Linked DNA regions of Tachysurus vachellii: region 1 is linked to region 2. The links are chromatin contacts, called in public Hi-C maps. All regions are on one chromosome and are shown on one strand. Each heading gives the region's core, a stretch centred on a gene start, on an enhancer-like site or on the middle of the called end of the contact. The rest is flanking DNA. Distances are from core to core; before and after follow the strand shown.

Region 1 (4,612 bases), core at 1,814-4,313, 270 kb after region 2:
GACTGCAAGACCTGTACCTTGTTTGACATCTTTCTGTATAATGGATTATTGTCACATATCTATTTTATACATTTAATGAATATGGTGAAATTATATACTGAATGAATATAGTAAACTGCGTATGTCTGAGGCAAAACTCAATATTGAGTGGTTACTCACCATCCAGCCACCAAGGACACTGTCGTTTCTCAAGCTGCTTTAATACAGTAGCTCCTACACACAGCGAGATGACGATAGACCACAAGTATCCTTTACTCATATTATATACAGATATATATATATATAAAAAAGTTAGTTGCAAATTAAAATTAGTTTTGTTAGTGATAATATTAAAATAACACTTGATTGTGTGTTTTATATGTCAAAATATAGATGAAATAATTATTTACTAGACTTTACATTCTTCCTGAGAGGCAATAATACATTTCAATGTACCATATGTCTCACTTGAAATGTCCTTGTTCTGTTCTTTACAGCATGTAAATTAAAGAGCTGAAATCAGAGTTACTGACAAACATTTTTTTATTGCATTTGGACAAGTTATATTTGCAGGACAATAATAAGAAATTTACATTCGATGCTATGCAAACAAGTACAAAACACAGAAGTACATAAACACACTGCGGTTTGGGACATTTGTGGAAACAAGCAGTCAGTGGTCAAGGTCCTATTCAGTACTGCAAATGTAAAAAGACTGTTTTGTAAATTATTCACAGACTGAACACTACATGAATGTGACCTGTAGCACTACACGGTGCATGCATACACAAACACGTGCAAACCTACAGGCAGTAATGACATACTATTCGTGTCAGGCGGGGCTGCTCTGCCATGTCAGCAACAGGTTTCAGGTTGAATAATATGCAAACCTGCCCAAACAGCACACACTCGCTGTGCTGTGAAAGCATGCGGGTGAATGGTGTGCTCTTTTCCCACAGACTCTTCAAACTAAAAAGAGCTAAATATTCTAATCAAACTTAGTCAGCTTAGATCTAATACATTAGGCAATTTGACTGCATAGATAAGTCGTTTCTGATACAGAAAAACAAATAGAGCAGGTGAACTTGCTGTTGTGTGGCAGAATCTCGCCCAACTCGGTTGCCGAGCTCTATTGTGGTTTAAAGGCTGAGCCAGGTTTATCTAGAACATTTTGTTCCTTAACATTCATGGTATCATTCCAGTTCAGTGACAGTGATGCATGTAGAATGTGGCCGACAATAACAAACTGAATCTTTTCTTGAAAAACAATAATCTAAAAGCTCAAGGAACACTAATCTTGTCCATCTCAGTTAAAACGTACGAGTGTAATAATATTATTACACAACAACAACAATAATAATAAGGACCCCTATGTGAACTGAATCCGTCTGTAGTGTAACTGCTTTAGCAGTGTTACCAATAAAACACTATTGCCCTTTACCCCACAGGACAGCGTGTTTAGTTTGGACAGTTAGGTCACTTTCTCCTACACAGCATGGAGTCCCACCTTTACTTATTGACCTGTGCTTCTTCAACATGTCCATGCAGCCACTTTAACATCGGTTCCTCCATCACTAAGAGTAAACAAGTGGAATTAATTCTTCTTAATTCTCAGATTAAAAAGGCCAAAGAGTTTTAGTCCCCAAAATCCCCCTCACCCAAAACAACAACAACAACAATAAAATCAATTATTCTAAAAGTTTTCCTGCATGCCCTATCACCTGCTGTTGCGCACACACGCGCACACACGCACACGCACACGCGCACACACACACACACACACACACACGCGCGCGCACACACACACACACACACACACAGGCAGATCAAGCTAACCTGTCCCTTACTGCCTCAGTACACGGTGTGAGAAGAAGCATTCATGTCTTTTAAAATAAAATCACAGCAAAATGGCTGCAGATTTAACCCTCAGGTGATCATCTTAAAGACACACGTGACTTTACACGTCTGCTACCGGTTCCATTTCACTTTGTTTAGTTTGTTCCATACACCTATTATTAATATACTAATAAATAAACCCGTCTGTTTACACCGAGTCACCACTGCTGCATGTTACAAACTGTTTACTTTGGTCATGAGCAAGAAAAAGGGTTAAGACATGTTTACCAACTAAACCGATGGTAAAAGATCCAAACCAACACTTTAAGACTTGTCCACTCGGATTATTACACAGCTGAGACCACAATTGATCGGTTAATTAATTAATTAATTGATTGATTTATTAATTAACTGCATTCATGCTGAAGTAAGAGTCGCACGTGGAAACACTGTATATTAAATACACAGCAGGGTCACAGCAGTAACGCACTGCACGTTTACTCTCACGTCCTGTCCACCGGTTTGTTTACACATTTACACGTTTCACACACAAGACACCAGCATACGAACGTGTTACTTACAGCATGCACGTTTCTGACACATACAACTCGGACAAAAGGACAAAAGCAGGCAGAGACACCACACGGATCGAGTATCATTAAATCCAAGACGTGAGAAAAAAATAAAAGTGCAGTTTTTTTTAAATCTATACTGTCTAATGTTCCGGAAAGTAAGTATAGTGAGAGCGACGGTCCTGGTGAAGGAGCTCCCTGTGCACTGTAGTGTGTGTAGGAGCACTGGGGAGGTTTTAACACGCAGCGAATGGAACAGAATAGTAAATTAGTTCTGAGAATTTTGAGGCTGGGCTTAAACACGCGGGCTATTCTACATACTTAGTACGCTAGTATGCGCGTTTTGGACGCAGCCTGCACGCCTGACGTTACCAAGTTTTTTTTGTTTTTTTTTCCCCTTTGTATCACGTGACTGTCTGAGTCTGGAACGGTCCAAGTCAGAGGTAGCAACGAACACTCTGAACCACTTTGGCCTACTAAATGTACAGGGTTTTTCTTATTTTTCTTCACATCTCTAAGATAGATTACACGCCGACGGAGTTTATTAACGTCGTTTGGTGATTTGAGTGAAAATTTAGTTTTGATTTCGACGAAATAGAGACGCGTTTTAAAATCACGCACACCCCCGCCCTGTAAAAATGGTACGACCGCAAGCTCAAATTCCGAGAATTGAGCCGAGCTGATTCTTAGAACAGGGGTTCTTAGAAGTGGTGATGCAAGAAGTTTCTAGGAAAGCGCTACCAGGTGATGATTTTTTTTTTTACATTATTTTTTCTCACTAATGTGCCGCTTGTTCTGTGCTGCTGTTCATCCACGCGGGTGTTTATCAAAATTGTTTCATAGGATAGTTTTTCTTTTTTAAAAAACACCTTATTTTGTGATTTATGACCGTGAGACTGTTGTGTATTAGTCTGAAGTGCGGGTTCAGTGTTTAATGTTTTATCAGGACGCTTTGGTGCTATTACGCCCTTGACCGATCCAGCACGAGACTCTTACGGCTTGAGCTCGCGCTGTGTCGTGGGCTGCGGCGCGAGCGCGCGCGCGAGAGAGTGTGTGTGAGTGCGTTTGTGTGTGTGTTTGAACATGAAGAAAAATGTTGAAGCGCTGCGTGTCTGGCCAGGACGGATTAGCTATCTGAAGTAACGCCTGGACTTTAAAAGTCGCCGTAATGTTGATGAACCGTGTGATTTTCGGGCCGTTTTCAGTCTCGCGCTTTTTAAAGGCAGTTTAACGGCTGTTTTTTTTCTCTCTCTTGCTCTTTTTTCTGGTCCTTTAGGCGATTTTACACTCCGCGCGTTTGTGCTGTGTGTTTTTGTACTTTTCTCTGCGTCTGTTTTTGTGTTAAACGACGTGTCACAGCGTGGCTGTCAGTGCCGTCCGGGCGGATTCACGCCACTCTTTTAGCTCACGGCTAATAATAAACATCTCCACAGTTTAGCTCACGGCTAATAAACGTCCCCACAGCCGTTAGCTTCTTTAGCACACTGTTGACTTGTGTGTTTTTTTTTTTTTTTAGTACACGCCAGCTTCCAGCTCTCCTCACATGCCGTAAACACGCCTTCATCAACTCTTTAGCTCACAACCTGTTGCCCAACTGAACACGTTTTTAAAAAAAAAAAAAAAAAAAAAACTTAAAACCTAACCGACCGGAGCCGTTACTCGAGCTCTCGCGCACAAACCGTTTCCACGACCGCTTTAAAGTTCAGTTGGTCGAAATCCAAAGGGCTCGCGCACATTATGTACTGTGCTGCCTGTTAGATTAACGGGGTTGAAGCACGCGCGCTCTGTACTTCGTGAATGATTAGAGACAGACGTGTGTTCTGTTTATATGAATTGCATTTAAACATATTGCGTTTCCTCGCCGTGACGCATGCATTAAGGTATATTTGTGCTTTTTTTTTTTCTTTTTTTTTTTTTAGTCTGTGTCGTTCTTTTGGGACCGAATCGTTTGCAAACAGGTCGTGCACTAGACTTTGGCATTTAGCACGAGGGTCATAAATCAGTGCTGGTGAAGGCGCCGCACATGCTTGCTATTTCTGGAGCAGAACTCGCAAACCTGCGGGTTGTGTTCAAGCAAACACTCGGGCTGGAATATTTTTATGTAGAGTTTTAATAATAATTCTGTGGAAGTGTCATGCATGCACAGTATACATGCATGCACGCGCACGGTTTCTTATCTGTAATACGTGAACGTTTGATGCACGAATGGACGGTTTTGAGAGATT
Region 2 (4,636 bases), core at 922-3,421:
GGGGTTCTAGATAACATACATAAAATACTGAACAGGAAGTTCTTTCACAACAGTTAACGGTGTCTTTCAAATAGGAACATGGGTGCAATTGAACAATCTTATTGTGAATAACTACAGCAGATAAACTCTTAACTAGCACCTAATACCATACTGCAAAAAGCATACTGATGATCTACGCACTAAAATTCCAATCGGTTAAAGGCAAACCAATAAAACTGTGAAGCAGTATACCAGGGTGTGGTGGCATACATACTGAGCATAGAGTATACAAAACTCATATTTTATAATGTCTGGTTTTGCTTGTTTTATTAATAATAACAAAAAAAGAACATACTCAACCAGCAGCCAAACGTTCAGGACAGGACCGTCCACCTTCTGGTCTACCAGCGATTTGACGTCTTCAATTGCATTGTCTAGAGTCCCAGGCTAAACCAATAAACCAAAAGCAAATATCATCAGTCAATGAGGTGAGAAGGTGTACTTGGGAATTAGGACCACCCTATTAGGCCTGTTCACTGATAAGCTGTTACTGTTAATGCTTCTAATATTTCATGAAAATTAGGATTGTCTATGGGACACAAAACATTATACTAGGATAAACAACACAAACTCACTTCATGCATAACTAACTGAATATTAGATTTTAAATAAATAATTAATACAGGACATTATTCTTGTGTAATTATGTACGGGGTTTGATAAATCACTTTTTTGTGCATAATTGTGTGTTTTTGTGACAAAAAAGCTGAACAGAAACCTGGGAGGTGTTGAATTTGAAATTGCTGTGCATATATATATTTTTTTTTTTACTTCAGACAGTTCTGTTACTGCAACAAGGCTGTGAACAATGTCTGGGTTAGTTGCCAGGCAAACAGGATTTGATTACCAAATTCTGCGAGGTCAATGTGGAGAAACACCAGGTAGCTAGATGTAGGTTGGAGTGTGTGTGTGAAAGAGTGTGTGTGTGTGTGTGTGTGTGTGCGAGAACGATAAAGGAAGGAAGGTAAGCTCTTTGGATTTACAGACACATGACTAACTATGTTTACTATGGGTGGGTAGCGGATCACTTCATTGTTAGACCTGAGGGAACTTTACCTAAACAACACACATCAAGCTTTGTTTTACTGATCTCCTGCAAAAAATTGCACAGTTTGAAATTTTATCTAATAAACAAGATCCTTTATATTACCCGAAGGACAAAGAATCTCTTGAGCTTGAACTGGTTCACTGCTGTGGTCCACCTTTGTCCTGGATCTGCATTGGTGGTTGTAGTGCTGGATGCTGGTGGCAATGTCTTCTCTTCAGTCTCAGTGCTGTGAGTGACAGCTGAAGACGGGGCACTGGGGTTGGACTGAAGGTCCTCGGGGACTGTGTTGGGTGAATCAGCTTCATGCTGCTCAAGCTTCACAGATTTAAATGTCTCCTCGTCTCTTTCTGACATTGCACTGCTTATTTACCCAAGGTGAGTCTGAAGATCTAAAAAAAAACTGGTATGGAAGTACACAGACAAAGAGGCAGAAAGAAAGAGACAGAGACAGACAGAGACAAAAAACAGAGATGGACAGATAGAGACAAACAGATGCACAGTAACAGACAGACAGGCACACACACACACACACACACACAGGAAGACAAATAGTAAGCTTGGTATTACATGGGCTCCAGTTGTAACATTTAAAACAAAACTTTCCAGCTGCCGACTTTTTTTTTTACATTTTTTAATAATTGTTCATATCTATTTTTCTTGTTTGTTCTTTAATGTTTTAGCATTTTTGTTTAAACACAACATTTCCTAGAGAAGCAGCTGCAATAAAGGAATTGTGTAATCCCTGCAAAAGCTTCAGAACTTCTGCACAAAGAACACACGGATTAAATAAGTGAAAGCTTTTCAAAGACCTCAATCCCATATTTTAACTAACAGAAAAATGAACAACATCTTCTTCCGGTGTTGTTCAGCAACACAATCTGTCACTTCTACACTGGGGGGAGTTAAACACGTTTAACTTCAAGATCTAGAATCAAAACGCAAGAGACTCGGTTCTGGTGAGTCTTTAAATAAAAACATAAAAAAGTAAACACTTACCGGCCTCTGGCTCGAGAAGTTTTATCGATACAACACAGTAACAAGTGCAATAGAGATTTCTCTTCCTTCTTCCGGGTTTAAGCAGTGGGCGTGACCAAATAAAGAAATACATGTCTGCCACAACTCTATATGTCTAGTTTGTAACTCTATATGTCTAGTTTGTAACTCTATATGTCTAGTCTGTAACTCTATATGTCTAGTCTATAACTATATATGTCTAGTCTATAACTCTATATGTCTAGTTTGTAACTCTATATGTCTAGTCTATAACTATATATGTCTAGTCTGTAACTCTATATGTCTAGTCAACTATATATGTCTAGTCTGTAACTCTATATGTCTAGTCAACTATATATGTCTAGTCTATAACTACAGTATATATGTCTAGTCTGTAACTCTATATTTCTAGTCAGCTCTATATGTCTAGTCTATAACTCTATATGTCTAGTCTGTAACTATATTTCTAGTCAACTCTATATGTCTAGTCTATAACTCTATATGTCTAGTCTATAACTCTATATGTCTAGTCTGTAACTCTATATGTCTAGTCTATAACTCTATATGTCTAGTCTATAACTCTATATGTCTAGTCTGTAACTCTATATGTCTAGTCTATAACTTTATATGTCTAGTCTATAACTCTATATGTTTAGTCTAGACTATATGCCTAGTCTATAACTATATATGTCTAGTCTGTAACTCTATATGTCTAGTCAACTCTATATGTCTAGTCTATAACTATATATGTCTAGTCTGTAACTCTATATGTCTAGTCAACTATATATGTCTAGTCTGTAACTCTATATGTCTAGTCAACTATATATGTCTAGTCTATAACTACAGTATATATGTCTAGTCTGTAACTCTATATTTCTAGTCAGCTCTATATGTCTAGTCTATAACTCTATATGTCTAGTCTGTAACTATATTTCTAGTCAACTCTATATGTCTAGTCTATAACTCTATATGTCTAGTCTATAACTCTACATGTCTAGTCTGTAACTCTATATGTCTAGTCTATAACTCTATATGTCTAGTCTATAACTCTATATGTCTAGTCTGTAACTCTATATGTCTAGTCTGTAACTCTATATGTCTAGTCTATAACTCTATATGTCTAGTCTATAACTCTATATGTCTAGTCTATAACTTTATATGTCTAGTCTATAACTCTATATGTTTAGTCTAGACTATATGCCTAGTCTATAACTCTATATGTCTAGTCTGTAACTCTATATGTCTAGTGTAGTCTATATGCCTAGTCTATAACTCTGTATGTCTAGTCTATAACTCTATATGTCTAGTCTATAACTCTACATGTCTAGTCTAGTCTATATGCCTAGTCTATAACTCTATATGTCTAGTCTAGTCTATATGTCTAGTCTATAACTCTATATTTCTAGTCAACTCTATATGTCTAGTCTATAACTCTATATGTCTAGTCTAGTCTATATGTCTAGTCTGTAACTATATATGTCTAGTCTGTAACTCCATATGTCTAGTCTATAACTATATGTATAGTCTATAACTCTATATTTCTAGTCAACTCTATATGTCTAGTCTATAACTCTATATGTCTAGTCTATAACATTATATGTCTAGTCTGTAACTCTATATGTCTAGTCTATAACTCTATATGTCTAGTCTATAACTCTACATGTCTAGTCTAGTCTATATGCCTAGTCTATAACTCTATATGTCTAGTCTATAACTCTATATGTCTAGTCTAGTCTATAGTATATGTCTAGTCTGTAACTATATGTCTAGTCAACTCTATATGTCAAGTCTAGTCTATATGTCTGGTCAGCTCTATATGTCTAGTCTGTAACGCACATACATATTCAAATATACAACCTTTTTAACATATTCAGTTCACCTAGCAGAGGTAGGACCCTTTTAGAGGGTAGGGCTCATTGGAGAACCTGGAGGAACCCTGCACAGACACAGCTTATGTCTGAGCAGGAAATCCTGGTGCTCTGAAGCAGCAACACATACAGTTTATGTGGGAGGTTAGTGCATGAAAATGTTACCAGATCTGTTTTATTTCTCTTTTTTTTCTAATTCAATTAGGTTTGCATACACATTTGTCTTACTCTCATACTTTAAAATAGGAAGCATGAATACGCTTATTTTGCCATTAACTGTGGTCACTTGTCTTGTCACTCTACATTATGGATGCACACTCTCACATATAGATAATATCAGTCACCCAGAGTGACATTTTGTCTATAAAACTGAGCATATCACACCCATACTCTTAAATGCGAACAAACTTATGTTGATTTTAAAATGAAACTCATAGTACATCAATGACCAATGAGATAAATCTGATCACCAGTAAATTCAATCCCCATCACATATATGATGGATTACATTTACTATTAAAAAGAAAAAGAAAAAAAAGGAAGAATCCGTGAAAGAGATCAGCCTCCACAGCCACTGGCCAGAAAATGGGGATATGGAACTTGAATGGTTAAGTCAAAATGCTTTTTAGACATGCTGGCTGCAATCACATTGCATTGGTTACTCCTATTTAACACCTTTGTTCCAGCA

Evidence for each region. Hi-C and Micro-C count contacts between places; a contact is called where the count stands out from the background.
Region 1: a contact with region 2 is called in a Hi-C map of muscle, with 2.3 times the contacts expected there. The contact joins the promoter of bcl6aa here to the promoter of tprg1 in region 2. A contact is called at or near these places in 2 of 3 Hi-C or Micro-C datasets (blood and muscle).

Annotation. Positions count from the first base shown.
Region 1 is chr4:11,252,598-11,257,209 of HZAU_Pvac_v1, forward strand. It overlaps bcl6aa (BCL6A transcription repressor a), which reads left to right and starts at 3,064. Exons shown (of 10, transcript XM_060867727.1): 1 at 3,064-3,131. The coding sequence starts at 3,101.
Region 2 is chr4:10,979,502-10,984,137 of HZAU_Pvac_v1, forward strand. It overlaps tprg1 (tumor protein p63 regulated 1), which reads right to left and starts at 2,172. Exons shown (of 6, transcript XM_060867720.1): 1 at 2,084-2,172; 2 at 1,190-1,487; 3 at 335-426. The coding sequence starts at 1,441.